Regions from separate parts of the Triticum aestivum genome. Here region 1 is linked to region 2. A link is a contact called in public Hi-C data. All regions are on one chromosome and are shown on one strand. Each heading gives the region's core, a stretch centred on a gene start, on an enhancer-like site or on the middle of the called end of the contact. The rest is flanking DNA. Distances are from core to core; before and after follow the strand shown.

Evidence for each region. A called contact is a pair of places that touch in the nucleus more often than the background predicts.
Region 1: a contact with region 2 is called in a Hi-C map of leaf, with 2.6 times the contacts expected there. The contact joins the promoter of LOC123119895 here to the promoter of LOC123119892 in region 2. A contact is called at or near these places in 4 of 5 Hi-C or Micro-C datasets (leaf and an unstated tissue).

Annotation. Positions count from the first base shown.
Region 1 is chr5D:134,789,801-134,796,805 of IWGSC CS RefSeq v2.1, reverse strand. LOC123119895 (LIM domain-containing protein WLIM1) reads left to right here and starts at 3,017. Exons shown (of 5, transcript XM_044539858.1): 1 at 3,017-3,487; 2 at 3,592-3,688; 3 at 3,760-3,803; 4 at 4,240-4,323; 5 at 4,594-5,015. The coding sequence starts at 3,347. The coding sequence ends at 4,818.
Region 2 is chr5D:134,479,708-134,485,870 of IWGSC CS RefSeq v2.1, reverse strand. LOC123119892 (protein CLT2, chloroplastic) reads left to right here and starts at 3,453. Exons shown (of 9, transcript XR_006459054.1): 1 at 3,453-3,805; 2 at 3,900-4,045; 3 at 4,168-4,205; 4 at 4,533-4,648; 5 at 4,841-4,940; 6 at 5,022-5,057; 7 at 5,141-5,191; 8 at 5,748-5,873; 9 at 5,998-6,163. It overlaps LOC123119893 (heptahelical transmembrane protein 4), which reads left to right. Exons shown (of 3, transcript XM_044539855.1): 3 at 1-845. The coding sequence ends at 468.

The DNA of each region.
Region 1 (7,005 bases), core at 1,768-4,267, 310 kb before region 2:
CTGCAAATCTATAGCACTTGTGGGACTGCCTCACAACCTAAATTTAGGCGCGCACCCCCGCTCTTCCAGCGAAAGTTTCCCAACCCTCAGCCGCTTCCGGGCCGGCCCTGAGGGGGGCGGCAGGGGCGGCCGCCCCGGGCCCCCAGGATCGAGGGCCCCCCTCCCAGGTAATTACGTGAAGGTAAAGAAGCCCATAAGCCATAGCTTCTCGTAGGAAAAGAAGTAGCCTTGTCTCAGAAAAAAAAAAGGAAAAGAAGTAGCCAGATCCAAATAGAAAGGGACGGCAGGCAGCAGCGTACGCATGTAAATCGCTTCAATCAGCGTACGATCAGGACGGAAAAAAGAGCAAGTATGCACGTAAATCACCTCGTGCCGTTATTATTATTACGAGACACTCTCCTTCAGCAAAAGAAAACGATCGTGCGACATCAGTTCATCCCTAATTTCCTATTCTCTGTTCCATGGTTTTAAAACTCCAGATCCCAGGTCGCGCAGGGCAGACAGGTCTCCCGGCGCTGAACGCAGCGACGACGCAGCACGCACATCGCCGAGTGCCTGCCACCAGAAAACGCCATCGCATCGTCGCCGAGCGTCCAGCCACTGACGCCGATCTAATCAATCCAAGGTATATCATACTGTAATTTTCCTACAATTTTCAGTAAAACTTCATGCTAGAGGAAGAAATAGTTTGATAAAAGTGGTAGCCAAGAAGGAATTCTAGAAGTTGGAAGGATTATCATGCTATTTGTTTGTTTTAATTGATCACTTCTTTGAAGAAAGGATTTAAAAAACTCATGGTGTTTAAAGATTTATTCGGATTTACGTACTGTATCGGTGATTGTTGCATTAGCTAAAAGATGCTTTCCAACTTGAAATTATTGATGAACAAATTATGTATCGAGAAGAAATCGATGGATGAGATTGACATCGGCACAATGGCTTTGCATCGAAGAATTTTACAAGAAAATTTGTAGGCAAATTGTATAAGTTATTTTATATAAATATTGGCTTTCGGGTGCATTTAAGTAATTATTGGTAACATTTTGTAGATGCATATATTATTTATCATTGCTTTTTTTAGAATCATTATTTATCATTGCTATGATGTTTATATTAAGGGGCCTCAAATTTTACTTTCGCCCGGGCCCTCAAAATCTCAGGACCGGCACTGCGTGCTTCATCGCTGGATGGCACCGCCGCCGATTCTGGCCGCCACGGGCCACTCTGCTCCCCAAATCTGTCCCCATTTTTGTCGTTCGTCGTGCCACATCCCCGCACGAATCCGGCTGCCACCATCGGCTTCCGCCCATCGTCGCCGGATCCATCATCCCCACCACTAGATATGTCCATTTCGGTCGTGGGGCGTCTGTTTCGTCCATTGCCGCCATCGGTGCTTGTTTCGTCAGCCGCAGTCGAGCTTAGCTTCTCCACCAGTCATTTTGTTTGTCGCCACCGGGCTTCTCCGCTGCCTCCCGTCGAAGATGTTGTCGCACTAGCCATCGCGAGCGCCATGCCGTACCGTGGTGTTCGTCATCGGGCGTCGGGCCACTTCGCCGCCGAGATCACCTGAGTGGCTTAGCACCTTTGAGACCGAGGAGCTCGCGGTGCTCGCCTATGATACAGTGGCAGTTCGATACGATCGGAGCTTGGCCGAGCTCAATTTCCCCGAGGTGGCCGGCCATACAGATTCCTCACCCCTTCCATGGTCTAGTGCAGAGAAGGCACGTAGAGCCGAGGCCACTTATTAGCTGCACATGACGAAGCTGGCCCAGGCTAACCCGGAACTCGTGGTAGCAGAGCTTGCATTCTATGCCAAGAGGGACACGGAGCGCGTGAAGGAGGAGGAGGAGCACCAACACAGTATAGAAGTCGAGGTCCATGAGTTGTTCGACCAAATTGACAAGGAAGTTGTTTCGATGAGGAGGAGGTGAAGCCTTCTACCAGCAATGACCACGAGGTAGGCCCCTCGGCCGGAGGGGCAATCGACATCAACTCGACGACGACGACTTTGCGAATACGCAAAGCTTGTGTATCTTTTCATTGATAGAAGGAAAGAGAATGAGTACAACAGTAGATACAACACATGACATGAATGCAAGGAGGCATGAACATGGTGCCCTGGGCAGAGAGACGGGGTGCTTAGCCCGAACAGAGTGAAACACAACTAAACCCACCAAAACTAAAACTAGAGGAGCAAACCAAATCAACAGGACGTCAAACATCTTCAAGTCCAACGCCGGGACACAACGATCTAGCAAGATAGCGCCTTCAAGAAGGGGAACGCCGTTGTGACGCCGTCGCCATTCGATCCGGAGAACCGGACCTAGGGTTTCCCCTGCTGCTCGACGAGGGTCACATATCAAGGCCAAGGCAGCGCCTCCAAGAAGAAAAATGACACCCACGAGTGTCGCCGCTGCCAGCATCGGCAAGCCCATCGTGGATTTGCCTGGCCTGAGTCTGAGCAATCCCAAAGTCGCCAGATCAGGATCCGACGACGACGACTTGGACGGGTACCTTGTGCGTACAAAGACGCCTTTCCCATGATGGTGTATTGTAGGTGTGACGATGAGTAGTGTGATGATTTACCATAGAACTGTTTTTAGTTATCTAGTGTGATGTCGTTTTAATGTTAAATGTTGAACATTTCCTATTAGAGTTAGAAATTATGAAATATGCAATAATGTTACGGAATTAAAAATTTCAGGTGTCTAAAAACTTATTATTATTATTTTCGAACACCAACTTTTACATCCTCTATTGGAGATGCTCTCCCCCAGCAGACCCACCGACTGAGCTTTGGTTCATCCAGTGCATATGGTGTGCTGGCAGCACGTTTCAATCAGGGACCCTCAAAGATTATTACACTTAACGAGAGAGAGAGAGAGCATGTCAAGAATATAAATTACCGTGGCTTTTTAGCCCCCTCAAATCCCCAAGATGGAAATCAGCTGCCATTTACCTTTCACCCCAAATGCTTTCTCTCCCTGCCACGTCATCACCAGTCACCACGTGGATTTTGCTTAGCCCCTCCGCAAATTTCCACAACCACCACCTCCTTTTTCGTTTCCTTGAGCTGCTACAATCTCATTCCCACTTGACTACTACTACTCGTTCTGGCTCTTTGCTTCCACCTCCAACATTATTCCCTGTCTCACCCAAGCTGTCCTGCCCCGCCTCGCGGCAGCAAACAGCAATACCTGCAGCTGCCGGCCACCACCAACCGCGCCACGCCATTTACCACCATATAATCATCACTCACCCCAAGGCTTGTCGGGAGCGAAGCCAAGCCAGTCTTGTGTTGGAAGAACAGAGCAGCAGCTTGCAGATCGAGAGTTCGGGAGAGGCAATGGCGACTTCGTTCCAGGGGACGACCACCAAGTGCAACGCCTGCGACAAGACGGTGTACCTCGTCGACAAGCTCACCGCCGACAACCGGGTCTACCACAAGGCCTGCTTCAGGTGCCACCACTGCAAGGGCACCCTCAAGGTACTACCACTCTACTCTTCCCCCTTCCCAATCCTCAGTCCTCCTGCCTCATATTCACTTTGAGATATCACTTGTTCAACTTGTTCTATGTTTCCCTGGCGCAGCTCGCAAATTACAACTCGTTCGAAGGAGTGCTCTACTGCAGGCCTCACTTTGACCAGCTCTTCAAGAGGACCGGGAGCCTGGACAAGAGCTTCGAAGGTACGGCCTTAGCCTATCACACTGCATTCCTTTGCAATTCTTCAGAAAGTAATGGAGGAATGTTGATTCAGGCACTCCAAAGGTTGTCAAGCCAGAAAGGAATGTTGGGAATGAGGTATCCACTAATCTCCTCTAACATTTATCTATTCTCTGCAGAGTGTAGTAGATCATTAGTACTCCCTCCGTAAAGAAATATAAGAGCGTTTAGATAATTAAAATAGTGATCTAAACACTCTTATATTTGTTTACAGATGGAGTACTATTGTTCCAAAGATGATCCAAAAACACACACCCAAGATAATCCAAAACATACATAGATTCTTCTTCTTCTTTTCGAACCATGCAACAGAGCTCCATGTAATTCATTAAGAAGAAAGTGAGTGCAACGCCGGATCCGATAGGGAGCTTAGTTCAATAGAAAATGACGTTTTGCAAACTGATAGGCAGATTATCGACAAAGTCGTGCAACTAATCGGCATTATTGATCCTTTGTTCTTTGTGAGCTAGTACCACATTTGGTGATGCTTATCATGAGTGTTTTTTTTGGGCAGAATGCTACTAAAGTCTCCAGCGCATTTGCTGGCACTAGAGAGAAATGTTTTGGATGCAGCAAGACAGTCTATCCAATTGAGAGGGTACTATTATTTTCTACTCTTATGTCTCAATTAAGTATCTGCATTATTATCCTCTGGACTACTACTTTTTAGCTGGAGTTTCCTTTACTTAACAACATGTAGCTGGATTCATTCATATTCATCTGCTGCATTTCCAAGTTGGGCATTCAATTATTCATCTTCCTTTTTCTGTGATAAGAAAAGGCGACGCGGACGTATTGTTCATATCATACCTCTTTGGTTTGCATACATAACAGTGCTCTGGTCATGACACCTGCACCAACTCTGCAGGTTACTGTGAATAACACTATGTACCACAAGAGCTGCTTCAAATGCTGCCATGGAGGGTGCACCATCAGCCCTTCGAATTACATCGCGCACGAGGGCAAGCTCTTCTGCAAGCACCACCACACCCAGCTGATCAAAGAGAAGGGTAATTTCAGCCAGCTCGAGAACGACCACGACAAGACATCACAGAGTGCCGGGTCAGTGGATGATGAAGACTCGGAGTATTAGTCAGTCCTTGAGGATATCCAGAGATGAATAACGAGCCCTTCTGCATTTGCACCAGAGCAGTATATCTTTCTGCTGTGTGGTTCTTTTGAGTTTTTCCAATCGAGATCAAGTGCATTCCGAAGACAATTATGTTATTGCCTTGTACGCATGTAAACCTTGTTATATCCGAGTCAAAATATCTCTACCTGGTTCGACGACGTCTATGCGCATACAAGCAAGAGAATTGTAAGTTGATTTATCATTTGTCTAAAGAATAGGTAATAGGGGTAAAACATTTATGTTTAAAAAGAATAAAACTCTGAACAACTTTAAGCCTTCCACAGAAAAGAAATGAGCTGGTGCCCCAAAAAGAACTGGCACAGATTTGGAGGCCCATTAATTAATCAGTACTGAAAAAGACATTACAACAAGCTGTACAACCATGATATATTTTTTTGTGCGTGGACGATAGAACAAAGCTTTCTAGCAGGGTTGAAGCAAGTAATGATAGATCATATAGTGTTGGGGATACAGTACTGAAGAAGTATTCTTTTATGCTTAATTAACTGAAAAAGGAGGCATCCAAAGATACAAATATACTATACAATGTAGGGTGTGGCATCATTAGCAATGCAAATATCTTAAGATATCACTGGCAGGCCATTTATAACAGGGTATAGAAAAATGCATTCACTGAGAAAGATTTGAATGGCCACAACATGATTTGTCCTCTTTATGTTCCATTATTTCGGCTTGTTAGCCCAAGAGGATGGACAAAATTAGTTCAGATACATAAATCAGATAGGGATTTTTCTACCTAGTTCCAATTTATTTGCGCCCCTAGAATCTCATTGCCAGCTGAAAAGTGCACAAGGCCATCAGAACGCTGCAAGATCATGAGACGACCAACCTGTCCCTGGAAAGAAAACTAGAGTCACTTGCCAGCTGAAATGTAGTGTATGAGAGGATCAGAAGTTGCTCTAAATTTCAAGGATCAATCATGGCAGTCACTTGCCAGCTGTTGGGATTACCAGGCAGGCACCCAGCTTGGATATCCTGACACCATCACCAGCTGTCCTTTGACCAACTAGCATGCCAATTTCCTCCCATCAACTTATATCATTTGCTTATTTGTAATTATGACAGCAGGACAACATAGAATTATTACGAGGGACCTTAACACACATGTCGTAAAGGGAGAATATTAAGAATGGAGTAAGGAATTAGCCATATGCAGTACCAAAATGAAGAGCGTCATGGGACAGTCATAACTAATAATCAACCGGAATGATGAATGATGTGGTACTCCCTCCGTCCCAAAATAAATGCCGTGGTTTTGGTCCAAATTTGACACGGCACTTATTTTTGGACGAAGGGAGTATATACCAACATAAAATATTAGTCCAAAAATACATGTAAAATGTAGATAATGCGGCATTTCACATAATGAAGACGAGTAGCTCCAAAGAGATCTTAGACCTAGAATGGATCTTTATCTTCATGAACTAGAAGCATAAAAGTAGGAAACAGGGAAACTATTCCTTATCTTTATTGCGATATTGTGTATCCCCTGGCCAAACAATAGAATCTGCATCTGCTTGCTATTCTTAGCTATACGTTTTCCTACTGTTTGGCAAAGTGGCAGACTGGCAGTACCATATTCTACCAGGGAAGTAGTAATCACTACTAATTACTGCAGACAGTGCACACAGCACACTGGTCTTGAATTGCTGACCGTATGTGATGTACATGTACAGGCATTTCCACAAAAACAGCTAGGCGTCCTCAGGCCTTTCACTACTGGGCTCCACATGGCGACTTGCGCTGAAGAAGAGGGCTCATGATAAGCAAATCTACACCTAGAGGAGAAAGATAGACGATACAAGTTTATTAGAAAGACAAGTATATCAGCATTTATATACAAGAAATGGAAACTTAAGATTGTGTAAATCACTGTTACCACTTACCACCAGATACCAAGCGACTTAAATTATATGCAGAGATCTGACAGGCAAACTACCTCTCGAGAATGGAGCACAGGGATATATGCTCTTGAGAAATGTAACTGCAAGTAATACGAAACTATATGCAAGAGTAGAACATTACCTGTTTACCTATCCACACAGCGCTGTTGAACTGAAGTGCTAAGCTGATACATTGGTGAATCAATTATTTTGATAGCTGAGCAAAAAGTGGTACTAGTATTAT
Region 2 (6,163 bases), core at 2,204-4,703:
GCCGCCCTGATCGTCACCTCCTTCTACCCGGTCGTCTACTACTCCTTCCTCTGCCACCCGGGGCTCCAGCGGCTCTACATGGGCTTCATCACCGCCTTCGGCGCCGCGGCGGTCACGGCGTCGCTGGTGCCGGTGTTCCAGGCGCCCGAGTTCCGCCCGCTCCGCGCCGGGCTCTTCTCATGCATGGGCGTGTCGGGGCTCATCCCCGTCGCGCACAAGCTCGTGCTATACGGCGGCCGGCGGGAGGCCGCCGTGACTGCGTGCTACGAGGCGCTCATGGGCGCGCTCTACGGGCTCGGCGCCGCCGTCTACGCGGCGCGCGTGCCGGAGCGGTGGTTCCCCGGGAGGTTCGACCTCGTCGGGCACAGCCACCAGCTGTTCCATCTCTTCGTCATCGCCGGCGCGTACGCGCACTACCTCGGTGGCGTCGAGTACCTCAAGTGGAGGGACGCCGACAGGTGCTGGTGACCGGCGGCATGGCATGGCTACAGTTGTACAGCTTCATCTCCGGCTGAAGATGGAGGGATCTGGCGTCAAGAAACTGTGCATTTTGTAGTGAAAGAGTACTAAGGTATACATACATAGGGGATTGTTTGATTGATGAAATGGATGTGAGGCGTAATTTGTATGAAGAGATTAAGAGCTGCTTAGCACCGGACAAGCGACAATCTTGTGTATAATTGATTGGAACCTCTCCTTCATGGTCTCGAAAGAAAATGAGTGCAACTAATGCTGTAACAAACATATGTAGATAAACTTGGATTCAGTGATGATTATATTCGTCAACTGAGCCTTGAGGATCTCACTCATATCGCTCAGTTTGATGGAAATGTCAGGTTGTTTCACTGGCATGATTGCATCAATTTTGGCGGATTTCCTTTCATCTGTATTTTTTTAAATGAAGACCTTAAAGGTGTCCGGCTTTAAATTAATATATCATAAAGCTCACACACAGATAGAGTAACAAAGGTTCACACAACAATGAAAATTACCCTCGACAACACTAATAGTAGGATTGACAACAAGCTCAAAAAGCCCTTGGATCTCTATCCAGAGGGGCTGCAAATCTATCCACAGATCAAACTAGAAGTGAATGGACCGCTCATTGATCGCCTCAAACCTTGCTCCCAAGGCGAAGGTTGGTTTCATCGCCTGTATCCCATTCTAAAAGGGTGATCCGCGACAGTTAGACTCGAAGAAAGAGCCATTTAGAAAATATTTAACATTCAGCAGTTCTGCCGACAACCCAGACTCGTTTTGAGAGAGCTTCCGGATCCACTTAACTAGGATAGCAACGTTCATTAGCTTTGAATTGATCACTTTTAGCCCATCGTGCCGCTTTGGACGGTACACTGCCACCCACTTAGCCAAGTGGTACTCACGCTTGGACCCAAACCCTTGCCAAAAGAACCGAGACCGCGAGCTATCTAACCTAGCGTGAACCCCATTAGTTAGGAGAAATAGACCCATGATAAAGATGGGCAGCGAGGACATACTAGAATTAGTTAGAATTAGCCTCGCATCCGAGGACATACACTTGCCTTGCCACAGTCAAACATATCACCATGATGGGTGGTGGTACTCTTCTTATTTTGTGTGTGTTGTTGGTCGCATCGTCTGCCTTTGTTTCTTCCTTCTTTTTATTTTCTTTCTGCCTAGACTCCTTAATGACTTTGCTTTTTGTCGGTGAGATCCTTTGTGTTTGTGTTGGTGTTGACTGTGTGCATCCTGGTAGTGCAGAGGCCGAACGTATGACCATTGCATTTGTATCCCTTGGATGCTTCACTATGAGAGAATATAAATGTCCTTTATCAAAGAAGAAAAAGTTGTACCACCATGGTTTTTTATCCATAATTATACTAGTTTAGGTTTTCAATTTGAGGAAAACCGATTTATGAGGCAAACCGGACCAAAAACCATACGTATAGATGAATAAAGGAAGAAAGGAAAAAGGACACCCAAGACAAGGCATGCCTTAGCTAGCAGATAGAAGGATCATCGCCATAAAAACCACAAATTGACGGGGGGTGGGGGGGGGGGTGGGTGTCATCGAGGGAGCACAGTATTAAAACTTTACAAGCAGCCTAACGCACCGCAGTGACATGTGTAACGAGCCCCATGTCACACCTCAGTAGTTTGCATCATCAATGAGTGCAACTGAACATGAACATTGGCTGGAAGCTTCGCCACAAAATTCAAGATAATTAACAAGTTGAGAAAGCATCTTGCGCATTAATGAGCAAAGATGAACCACGATATCATCAAGAGCACGAAGCTCGCCACAACACATTGGCGACCATGGGAGGTTTTTGTGCATGCACAATAACAGGGTGAGGCACTTTCACGAGAGAGAAGAGATGTCCGCTCTGGGACGCCAAAGGCACTGCCACCAAAACCCTAAAGAATACTACCGAACAACCACCGTCGACCCCAAGCCGGCCGTGGCACCAGCACCATCAGAATCCACGACAAGCATCCACCACACCAATCAACTGTCCACATGATGTCTTCAAGAAGGGTGCGACGCAGGATGCGTCGCCATTATCTGTTCCCACTCGCAAGAGGGGTTTGCCCCAAGTCATCTATATCTATCTATATCTATACCAATATAAAAAGACCCAAATGGGCAGATCCAAACCATCTCGACCGTCAAATCATGTTATCTAGCGGTTCAAATCGCTCAAATGTTGAGCACCAAACACGTTTAACGCCTAATTACCCACCACTGCCATTGGTTATAAACACGTTTTGACTCAACGCTATCCCTTGAAATCAGCCATGTAATTAATATCCTACCATTCCAGCGAAAAAGTAATTGATATCTTACCAAATACCAACATGCAACAGATACTACTCCCTCCGTTCCTAAATATAAGTCTTTTTAAATATTCAAATAGACTACAAGATACGGATGTATGTAGATATATTTTAGAGTGTAGATTCACTCATTTTGCTTCGTATGTAGTCACTTGTTGAAATCTTTAGAAAGACTTATATTTGAGAACGGAGGGAGTATATCTTACCTAATATAACGTGCAACTAATATCGTACTCCCTCCGTCCGGAAATACTTGTCGCACAAATGCATAAAAATGGATGTATCTAGAACTAAAATATGTCTAGATACATTCATTTCTCCGACAAGTATTTCCGGACTGAGGGAATACATTATTACTAGTGCTGAGTAAAGTACACGTGGAGCCCCTCGCTGAATCAAATCGGAAATATCAAAGCGTGTACTACTCCCTCTCTCTCAGTTTACAAGGCGTGCGTGTATCCCTAGGTCGTCAATTTGACCAACATAATACAAGCCAAATATTATAAAAAATATATCAATATAAATTTCATATGTTCTATTTTCAAACGGTATAATTTTTATGTTATATAGTTTATATTATGGTGATAAGATTGGCAACTTAGATATACGCACAGGACTTGTAAACTGAGACGGAGGTACTAGCAAAATCCGACAATCCATGGGGCGTAGAGAAGACGAGAGAATCCCGTACTTTCACGCCAAGGCAAGCAACCGGCCGCCCGCCCGCCGCCATCACCACCGTCCTCCCCACGGTACTCCGGTTCCAAGTTCCGTATCCGCCCCCGCATGGCCTAAATCGCCATCCTCCACGCCTCGCTTAGTGAGCTCTTGCTTGCCGTACATACATGCCGATGAGCTCCTCGCCGGCGGTCGTGGTCGCGTCTGCGGCCGTGGTAGCGCTGGCTGTCGCTAACCGCGTGCTCTATAAGCTCGCGCTGGTGCCCCTCAAGTCCTACCCCTTCTTCCTCGCTCAGCTCACCACGTTCGGGTAAGGCTTTTTGTACGGCTGAGGTGTTCGACGAAATGCGCAGCAGTTTTTGGGCTCTTACCTACTTCTTGTGTGTGCGATTTGAACGTTGCAGGTACGTCGGCGTGTACTTTTCAATACTCTATGTGAGGTACCGCGCGGGGGTGGTGACGCGGGACATGCTGGCACTGCCAAAGATCCGGTTCGCTGTCATCGGCTTGCTGGAGGCTCTTGGGGTGGCCGCCGGAATGTCTGCGGGAGGTATGTTTTGTATCTTCTTTTGGTCATCGGATGCTGTTAGTGTGGCGCATATATATGCAATTCAGACTGTTTCTTTCCTGTCAATATTTGTGCTAATTGATTGTTTTCTGTGAAACTTTCAGCTATGCTGCCTGGTCCTGCTATTCCAATACTGTCTCAGGTATGAGGTTTTTGTTGAATTTCAGCTGTGCCATATTCTTTGATAGCGTTTCCACATATCTCTGCACCATTCTCTAGAAAAAAAACATATTACCTGCATGCCCTTTTATCTCTGCTATCATTAATGGTTACAGATATTTCCTTTTGTATACTGTGATCTTTTATTCTTATGAATAGTGCAACACTAAAGCATTTCGGAACTGTGATCTTACGGTTGAATCAACTTTCGATGTCCTAAAATTGGCAATTCCATTTGGTTATTACTGTCGGAACCTGTTAACTCTGTACTCTGTTGTCAAAATAATAGTCTTCTGAATGTTCTCTCCAGTCTTTCCTGGTGTGGCAGCTTATCTTCTCTGTGTTGCTTTTGGGAAAGACCTACTCTCTGAGACAAATCATTGGTTGCTTGCTTGTAACTTCTGGTGTGATTCTTGCTGTTGCGAGGTATGTCCTTCGAAATACCTGGTACATTTACTGTTAATTGTACCACAACAAAGTTGTTTCGAGAAATATCTGCTAGCTATGCACTTATCTCTTTCGTATGCATGCACACTTGTTTGCTGAGAAAAAGGTCTTGCGCTATTTTGTACACTAGGTATTTTGCCATAATTAATCATCTCAATGCCGTTACTGTAGTGGAGCAAATGATGGTCATCTTCTATCTGGAGTCAAGTTAATTTGGCCATTATTGATGGTTATTTCATCGGCATTCCAAGCTGGTGCATCCATTTTGAAGGTTTAGCCACTAAAATTATCACATAACACTCCTTTATAGTTTTGTGACACTTCAGTCAGAAAAATAAATTCTATACTGCAGGAGTCTGTTTTCGTTGATGGTGCAAAACGTCTTAAGGTTTGCTTTCACACTTCATTCTCTATGTGTGCGAGTCCATCTTGTTTGTTAGAAAAATAATTGCAGAACCAATATCTGTGCAGGGGAAACGGCCCGACATCTTCGTGGTTAATTCATTTGGATCTGGGTTTCAGGTGATTAATTAGTTAGCCTAATTTAGCTGTTATGCTTAACTGAACTACCATATTTGGAAACCTTAATTCATGTCATGTATCATGTTTACCTTCCTTTATTATTTGTAGGCTCTTTTTGTCTTCCTTCTTCTCCCATTACTTTCTAATTTGAGGGGGATTAAGCTTGCTGAGCTTTCTGGCCATTTAAATGGTGGTGCTGAGTGCTTCTTAAATGTTGGGGAGAGCCCAATTGGTAATGTAATTTTTCCCTGAGCTGAGTGCTTTGATCAAATTATGGATTTAGAGATCATGATGTACCTCAAATGCACTGGAATGCTTGTAGTGCACTGTCCACTTTATGATTGGGGGCTTATGTAGCTCCCTTTGCTTTTTGATATGTGGAACTCTTTGAATGGTAAACTATTAAACTTGAGAAAATTGATTCCATGTCTTCGAAATTTAGGTTGACCCTGCGGTTAGATATACAAGGGTTTCATAGTATTTATACTTGTCCATCTATAATTTCTGTTACCTGCTTACCTTTATTGCTAATTAGGCTGCCATACTTATTTTGTAGATTGTGGAGGTGCTCCATTCCTACCATTGCTATTTATATTCATAAACATGGCTTTCAACATCTCGTTGCTTAATTTGGTAAAGATGTCGTCTGCCGTGGTTGCTTCACTTACAGCAACTTCCGCCGGTATTTTCTTCCTCTTTTCTCCCCTTGCTCTATTTGTGTTCATTTTTGGTCTACTGTCACTGTATAGACCAAACTGCTTGAGTATCTTCATGACCACGTTGATGTTGTTTGTTTTCAATTGCAGTGCCAATATCAATCTATATCCTTTCTCTTCCTTTGCCCTACATCCCTCAAGGCGCGGAATTAAGCGCTTCTTTTATCTTAGGTGGTATGGTATTGTTGACGGGTCTAATTCTGTATAACCTTCCCCAATCATCTAAAGAGTCAAAGACTGACTAAAACCTTGTGCA